3 separate regions of the Hordeum vulgare genome follow, and all the other regions are linked to region 3. A link is a contact called in public Hi-C data. All regions are on one chromosome and are shown on one strand. Each heading gives the region's core, a stretch centred on a gene start, on an enhancer-like site or on the middle of the called end of the contact. The rest is flanking DNA. Distances are from core to core; before and after follow the strand shown.

Region 1 (2,700 bases), core at 103-2,602, 540 kb after region 3:
ATTGTAATTTGGGTTCTTGAGGGTATACAGAAAAACAGCGATGATTTTGTGCTTGCCTTGGCAATAGCATACGATGACGAGCGAGTATTGACACCAAGTGGCCTTTGTGAAGGCACTCCCCTTCCACGGAAGGTTCCAACGCCATGTCCACGGCCTAAACCACGGCCTAGCCTTTGGCCATCACCTCTGCCTGACCTTTGGCCATCACCTCTGCCTCGACCAACTCTCTGTCCCCTTCCCCTTCCTCTTCCCCTCCCACTTCTGCTCTTAATCATATCATCGAGTGACATATCCAAAGCTGCCTCCATTTCAATGAAAACTTGAGATTCAATAGGGAGAAAGCCCTGCAAAAAGGACAAAGAAGTTTAATATTATGTATTGCTCAATTGTACTGATGTGGTGCAAGCAAGCAGAGTAACAAATATGCACGCACAGATAGGGGAAAAAAACTGGATATAAGGTCATTGGTTTCCACTAGTTGAGAAAAAGAACCATACCCCATAAGCAGCAGAACAATACAATTTTGAAAAGTTCAGCTCTTCCAAACTTCCTACTATGCTACTATTGTGCTCGTCCAACAAATACACTGTGGTACGAAGAATAGTAGGCTTATTAACTTCACTTTCTTCGAAGTTTTCGATGACATTCAGGATTACACTAACAATTAGTTTATCAGGTACACCGGGCATAGTAGTCCTTATCGGCTATCGCAGTCTGCCGCAAACAACCCCAAAACATAATTTGTAGAACACATCAGGTTCACTAGGACAACCTGGCTAGATCTCTGCATTACCCCTTCTTATCTTACTCTTCTAAGAAGCAACCAATCGACACCATGGGCACTACCATATCGCCTAATCTAGGCAGCCTCACTATCGGGGGTTCCCATAAGCGGTACTGAGCTGGAAAAAAAAATCCGGCACCCGTTCATGCCAATAACATGCACCGCGTTTGCCAAGAGCCCGCGGGATCCAACCGCGCTAGGGCTTTGCGCATGTTAGTGACTCAACCAACGGAGTATACTCGTACTGATGCCAATGCTACCGTAGTTCCAGAAGGGCGGGGAAGTCACCTCTGGGCCTGGGGGGGACCCCCTAGGGCTCTCCGGCGGCGGGCGGATCCTGGATCTGTGGGGCGGGGAATTCTTCTCCTCCGGTCGTTGGCAGGAAGCGCGGAAGGGAGGGCGAGGGGGGCTCAGATCTATGGGCCTTTGACGGCGGCGGTGTCGTTGTCGGTCTGCGCCTCGGCGAGGTCTGCCGACGGAGGGTCGGGGCGAGGGCGGATCCGGAGTTGAGAGGAGAGAGACGACTTCCTTCTAGGGGTGGAAGAGGAAGACGACTTGGTGCGGGTCCCAGGGGATTGGGCTCTGCTTTTATTTGCTGCCGGTGGGAGGGAGATAACTTTTTTTTTTAGGCAAGGGGAGGGAGGAAAATCCTATACGCCGCTCACCTCGTAATGTCGACGCTTCGCACAGGGTTTGCCGGAGCGATCGACGCAGTGGCCGGCCGAATTGCTAGCGAAGCTTTCTTTGTCTCAACAAGTCTCCCCTAATAATAAAGCGCGCAGCGCTTCTATGGTCCGTAGTCGGTCATTTTGCAGAAAAACCCTCGCAGTTTCAGGTAATTAATCCGTAGTCCAATTTTAAGTAAGAACGAACCGTTTCCTGTCATTTTACACAAAAGCCCTCATAGTTTTAGATAATCAACCCGCGGTCCATCTTGTAGTCACAGCCGAACCGTTTTTTGCATTTTTCGAAAAACTCCCTGATGTTTCAGGTAATCAACCCGCCTCCTCTCGCTCCTCGTCCCCTGCCTCCTCGCCTTCGTCCTCCTCCGCTTCTCCGCCCTGCTGGACCCCGGCGCCGCCGTGCCCCGCGTCAAGCGGTCCCCTTCCCTGCCCCTCCGCTTCCGCCATGACGGCGCCTTCAAGATCCTCCAGGTCGGCACCTTCGCTCGCTCGCTCGCTCGCCTGATTTCCCCTGCATGCTCGCGCCTCGCCCGCTGACCCTTGCTCGCAGGTAGCGGACATGCACTTCGGCAACGGCACCGCCACGCGCTGCCGGGACGTGGCGCCGGAGGTCGGCGGCGCGCGCTGCTCCGACCTCAACACGACCCGGTTCCTGCGCCGACTCATCGAAGCGGAGAGGCCCGACCTCATAGCCTTCACCGGTGCGTGCTTTGGGTTGCTCCCCCGCCGCTTCTCTTCTCACACAGCCACTGCTAGGTGGCCATCTAGCTCCAGAGATCGCGACTCCAGCCCATGGGATCTCCCCTGGCAGTCCCTACCATTGATAGTCTTGCAGATTTGTCAGTTGAAATGATGCAACGGCATTGAAATTGGATCCAATCGATTAGTTGGTCACTTTGCCTGTAACACACCAGCGATATACAGCGGCAAAGTTGGTGCTCTATGTGGTGCCAGCTTGATGGAGCTTGTGAGTTGACTTTATGAATGCTTCCCGTTTGCATTCAGATTTCAGAGGGGGTGGCTGGAAATGTTCACTATGGGTTACACTCTTATCGCCTATCTACTTGTAGCTCATCGACGCTCGACTGTTATTGATGGCATTTGTATAACCCCGCGACCCCGCGGGAATTTACTTCGCAAGAAATGTGGACCCATTGTCACTGATGCTTACGGGTTTAACACTGGACAGAGCTAATGTCAGAGTACTAAGCTTACATTCTTCTTTTATAATTA
Region 2 (2,700 bases), core at 113-2,612, 880 kb after region 3:
CACTATCAATAAACTTGTCCGCACGTGGGCGTTCGAGTGCCTCGATTCTGTGTTCGTGGCAGTATATGCTCTTAGAGCATCTAAAACTAGACCCCTCAAACCCTCCTCAAACGCCCGGACAGGCCGCCCGGTCACAAAATTGCGACCCAGACGAGCCTCTCAAATAGGCTTCAAACGCCCGGGCTGACCGACACCCCCCATTTCCAGCCCAAATATGGGGCGGATATGGGGGAGCCCGGGCGCGCTCGGCCACGTCGGTGTGACGGCTTGGTCTCACGGGAAAACCGACGGCCCGACGGGCTCCTCGACCATCGGCACGGTGTGAACGCGGGTGGTGTCGCTCCGGCTCCCCGCCCGAGGTCGGGGCCGGCTATTTAAGCCGACTGACGTCCCCATCCCTAGCTCATCCATCTCCTCCTTCTCTCCGCCGCCACCCGACCCCGTCCGCCTCCTCTCGTAGTTCCCTCTCCGTCAGGATGGTCCGACGTCTCATCACCACCTACGCGTAGCTCACTCAGGAGCGCCGCCTGCAAATCGAGGTGGAGATCCAGGCTCGCCGCGCCGCCCGCATCGCTGCGGGTCTCCCTCCGTACCCGCCAGAGACGGAGGAGGAGGAGGAGGAACAATAGTAGCAACAGGAGGAGCAGCAACAACAGGAGGAGGAGCAACCAGAGGCCATAGAGGAGGATGACCCGGAAGAGGAGGCTCCCGACTTGAGCATGGCAGAGGCGGAGGCGGAGTTCGTCGTTGCCAAATCGGAGGAGATGGCGGAGCAGTAGGCCATCCTGGATTCCATGCGGGATGAGGCCAAGGTGTAGGCCAACCGTCGGCTCATCCGACAGAGGCAGGCGAATGCCGACGGCCTCTTCGACGAACTGGACGTGGATATTGAGGCGGAAGAGGCCGCAACGGAGCACTCGGACGCGCCGGAAGCGGCGGAGCTGCGACATGCGGCCATTTATCTGCCGGAGGGCATGGAGATTATCGACATCTTCGACGAGGAGTAGATAGGTTCTACGTAGTACAGTACATAGGTTTCATATCTTACATGCATTTTTATGGATTTGAGGATCCTAGTATGAAAAATATTCAGATATAAAATGCATTATTTAAAACGTGACCGACCAGTGTACGCAGACATGTCCGGACGCGTTTGCAAGGGTTTAAAGGCCGGATTTGCGAGGTACAGCTCTTTTCCTATAAACTCTGATGAAATTACGGCACATATGAATGGACACGGGTGAGAAGGTGAACCCGAAGTTGCGGGGAAGCAGCTGGTCGTCTCCTCCTGCCGTTTTAGACCAAAATCCTCGGCGGTCCACGGCCTCTCCCGCGGAGCGCAGCCGCGTTGAAAAAGCCAGCAAAACTCGACCCCTCCCCAACGCCAAGCCAAGTGCGCGCACAGCGCAGCGGCATCTCACATCACTCCCCCCCACCCCCTCCAGCTCAACGCCTCAACCTCGTCGCTTCCGGAACAACCAAGGCAAGCAATCCAATAGAAAAACAGCGGCGGCCCGGCCGGCCACCGCAGACGACCACCACAAAGACCAGCCCACGCCGCGCCGCGCAGCCACCCAACCAAACAGAGCCAGCAGTCCAAGCGCCGGCGCGCCGCGCCGCGGGGAGGCGGCCAGCCATGTCGGTGTCCTGCGGGCTGGAGTGCGTGCTGTGCGTGGGGTGCGTGCGCTGGGCGTGGAAGCGCCTCACCTACATCGGCGCCTACGACAGCGAGACCTGGCCGCCGGCCTCGCCCGACGACTTCGAGCCCGTCCCGCGCATCTGCCAGATCATCATGGCCATCTCCGAGGAGGACCTCGCCAACCCCAAGATCATGCCGGCCAGCCGCGGCTACACCCAGATCGACGGCGACGGCTTCCACAAGCGCACCACCTACGACGACGTCGGCACCGCCTGCCCGCCCTACGTCGTCTACGTCGACCGCCGCCGCAACGAGGTCGTCCTCGCCGTCCGCGGCCTCAACCTCGTCCGCAACGCCGACTACAAGGTACTGCCCGCGCCCGTGACCCGCTTCCCATCCCCGATTCCAGCGACCCGCATGATTTCTTCTCCGCGGGAACGGAATGTGAACACGTTCGATTCCGTCGCTCGTTGCAGGTCTTGATGGACAACAAGCTCGGGATGCAGATGTTCGACGGCGGCTACGTGCACCACGGGCTGCTCAAGGCGGCCCAGTTCATACTGGAGAGGGAGACGGAGACGCTGCGGGAGCTGCTGCGCCAGCAGGGCCCTGACTGCAAGCTCATCTTCGCCGGGCACTCGCTCGGCTCCGGTATCGCCGCGCTCATGACGGTGCTGGTGGTCAACAACCGAAAGGCGTTCGGCAATATTCCCAGGAGCCACATACGGTGCTACGCGCTCGCGCCGGCCCGGTGCATGTCTCTCAACCTCGCCGTCAAGTACGCCGACGTGATCTACTCTATCGTGCTGCAGGTACCAGCTACCCCGTGGTCAACCATTACCTACCTGTTCAATTTTGCTGCCTTCGAATATTTTGACTATTGGAAACTTTTGACCCGGACTATTGGAAATTGGAATTGTTGGGGTGAGACGAGGGTGAGCGATTTGGTCAAATGTGCTTTGCTTGTGGCGTGATTGGAATGTCTGTGAAAGCTGAACTAGTTTGATTGTGCCGAACGTTAGGAATTAGGCAGCGGAAGTTGTGCTGTGAGGAAAGGTGCC
Region 3 (2,700 bases), core at 99-2,598:
CACGTTTTTTCGTTTTTGAGAGGCACACACGTGCCTCTCGCAGAAGAAATAAAGAATAATAAACCTTGTTTTTTTCGTTTCCGAGAGGCACGACTCGCGGAAGCAAATCCGTGCCTCTGATGGAAGAAAAATAATAAAAACGTGTTTTTTTGTTTCCGAGAGATACAATCCTACCTCTCGCGGAAGAAAATACATGCCTCTCGTGGAAGAAAAATAATAATAGGTGTTTTTTTTGTTTTCAAGAGACATGGTCGTACCTCTCGTAGAAGCAAATCCGTTCCTCTCGTTGAAGCAAAGCCGTGCCTTTTGAGGAAGGAAAAAGAAGAAAACACATCTTTTCCATTTCTGAGAGGCACTGTCGTGCCTCTCAAAAGCAAACATGTGCCTTTCACGGAACCAAAATTGTGCCTCTCGAGGAAAAAAAATGCATTTTTCGCGTATTTTTTTGAATTATTTGTTTGTTCAAAAGCTAAACAGACCAATGAAAAACCGAAAAGCCAAGAAAAGCCATCTAAAAAGTTGAAACGCGTGCAGAAAAAATCCAAAGAAAATGCCCAAGACGCAACACGTGACGGTGACTGAGAACACGTCAAGTGGCGGCTGCTCAGAGTGATCATTGGGAGGCTTCCAAACAAGCGCTCCTTTGTTAGTTGCTCCCGGTCTATGGGTGTGTGGAGTTCCTTGATCTAAGGGCTATCAAAGGGGAAAATGATACTCCTTTGGTTTACAAGAATTTTGTTGGAATTGTATACTATATGATTCTTATACAGTTTTTTTTCTTCCTTAAATCCCTTTTGATTTGTAAGAATGAATTCATATTTCTATGTAGATTGTTTCTTACCCTTCATATTTCAAAGAAGCTCAAACCTAATTAAAAAAAATGCATATCCTCTAAACAAAATGACATTTCCCCCCTAGAATTGAGATGCATGGCATTTCATTTCATATGTCCCTGAACGTTTCACCGGATATGTCCTTGATCTGGACCTACAGATCTACTAAGCGTAATCGTGCTTGGCATGAGACCACACATTTAGTAAACGGGTTGGCCTGTGACGACACATTTAGTAAACGGTTGGCCTGTGACATGTTTAGCACGCTGTGTTGCATGGTTTTTAGATTGCTGTGTTGTGTTTTAAGCTTATTGGACTGTTTTTAGGTCACACATATATAGGCTGTGCTTCAAAAAATATAAAATAAATAAATTGGGTATACCATGCCGGCCCGCGTGCCCAGCTTCCAGGCGCAGGCACGGCCCATTCAGCCTGGGCCGTGCCGGACCAGCTGGCACGGCCCGTCTGGCCAGATCTGATCCAGGTCTCCAATCTTGGCCTCGCTGGCCGACGGCCGCCGTTTCCTCGTTACTACGCAGCCAGCAGTTCTTTCCTCATCGCCGACCGAGCGCCGCCGCCACCGATCGAGGCGAGTTCGCCGAAGGTCGCAGCGAAGAAAGACGGTGGCTGCTATGGACGGCGGTGGTGAAGTGGGGTGCACCAAGAAAGAGGCGGAGGCCGAGTACCATTGCCACGACTTCGAGTGGGAGGACCTCCGGGCGGATGTGGAAGCCAACCCTTCCTTCTCCTACCACCTGTCCCCTTTCCCCACGACCACCGCCTCGCCGCAGCCACCATCATCGGAGGCCTGGAGAAGCTTCCACCGCCGCCACGCCTCCGGCAGGTTCTTCAAGGTTGCTGATTCCCCCTTCTCTCCTAGGCCCCTTGCGCATAACACTTGCTTCTATTTGTATTTTACTTATCATCAATTCGGCAGCAATGCGACCCACTAGATCACATGGATTCATGGACTAGTGCAAGGTTGCATTTCTTTACCGGGGAAACGACTGCGTTTCTGGGAGCTGAGCCGTGCAGCTAGACAAGACAGCAGTGAAGACAGACTAGATTACTTCCTTTCCCAATTTTTTCATGAGTGAAGAGATACTATAACTAAAGCGTCAAATTAGCGACTGGAATGAAACGATTCCTGATTAGCAGTGTTTTGACATTTTGTACCATATTATCACCGAATTCACAAATACCAGAAGATTGTTCGTTTGTTCATTCTTATGGAATGGAAACTTTTACTAAGGGGCAATTATGATGTGCATCCTGTCAGCAGCATCTTGTTAGTAGGATCAAGACTAGCGATATCCATAGAGATACAGTGTTGCTATCTACAGCAGACTGAACTTAGGGGAGTTGACAAAATAACATATCTTCGTCTAGCTTTGACAAAATAACATGATATGTTTATAACTACGGTTATGATCTTGCACCCTGTGTGTTAGATGATCATTTTTTTCTTGTGCGTTTTTTTTCATTTTCTGCTTTTTCTTCACCCATAAGCTTTGGAAAAGTAAAGTACTATACATTATACCTTTGATAGCAAAGTATTTTCTAAGTTTTCTAGGAATACTACAGTTTAATTTAGTCTAACCTGTTTGGCAATCATTAAAAATATTAGTATTAATACTATGGTATCTTCAAAACCACAGTATTATCTCTGTCTAAAAAAAAGAACCCCTGACCTCTTTTTTTAAAACTGAGCAAGCGAATAAAACGCCGAATAGATAGCTTTTTCCACGTTCTCCTCTTTCCAAGCCATAGCTAGTCTTGTCTTCGTCGGCGGCCATGGATATTATCATCCTCCCAGGGTGCTCCTCCCGCCGCTCATGCCGGCCGCTGGCCTTTGCTTCCAGGTGGC

What was found. Hi-C and Micro-C count contacts between places; a contact is called where the count stands out from the background.
Region 1: a contact with region 3 is called in a Hi-C map of leaf, with 6 times the contacts expected there. The contact joins the promoter of LOC123407428 here to the promoter of LOC123411301 in region 3. A contact is called at or near these places in 4 of 6 Hi-C or Micro-C datasets (leaf and seedling) and 1 of 1 datasets of contacts at active chromatin or transcription factors (embryo).
Region 2: a contact with region 3 is called in a Hi-C map of seedling, with 4 times the contacts expected there. The contact joins the promoter of LOC123411497 here to the promoter of LOC123411301 in region 3. A contact is called at or near these places in 2 of 6 Hi-C or Micro-C datasets (leaf and seedling).

What each region holds. Positions count from the first base shown.
Region 1 is chr7H:110,387,761-110,390,460 of MorexV3_pseudomolecules_assembly, forward strand. LOC123407428 (THO complex subunit 4D-like) reads right to left here and starts at 1,353. Exons shown (of 7, transcript XM_045100561.1): 1 at 1,073-1,353; 2 at 57-344. The coding sequence starts at 308.
Region 2 is chr7H:110,725,585-110,728,284 of MorexV3_pseudomolecules_assembly, forward strand. It overlaps LOC123411497, which reads left to right and starts at 1,363. Exons shown (of 6, transcript XM_045104455.1): 1 at 1,363-2,005; 2 at 2,116-2,451. The coding sequence starts at 1,637.
Region 3 is chr7H:109,845,906-109,848,605 of MorexV3_pseudomolecules_assembly, forward strand. It overlaps LOC123411301 (tRNA N(3)-methylcytidine methyltransferase METTL6), which reads left to right and starts at 1,349. Exons shown (of 8, transcript XM_045104232.1): 1 at 1,349-1,687. The coding sequence starts at 1,466.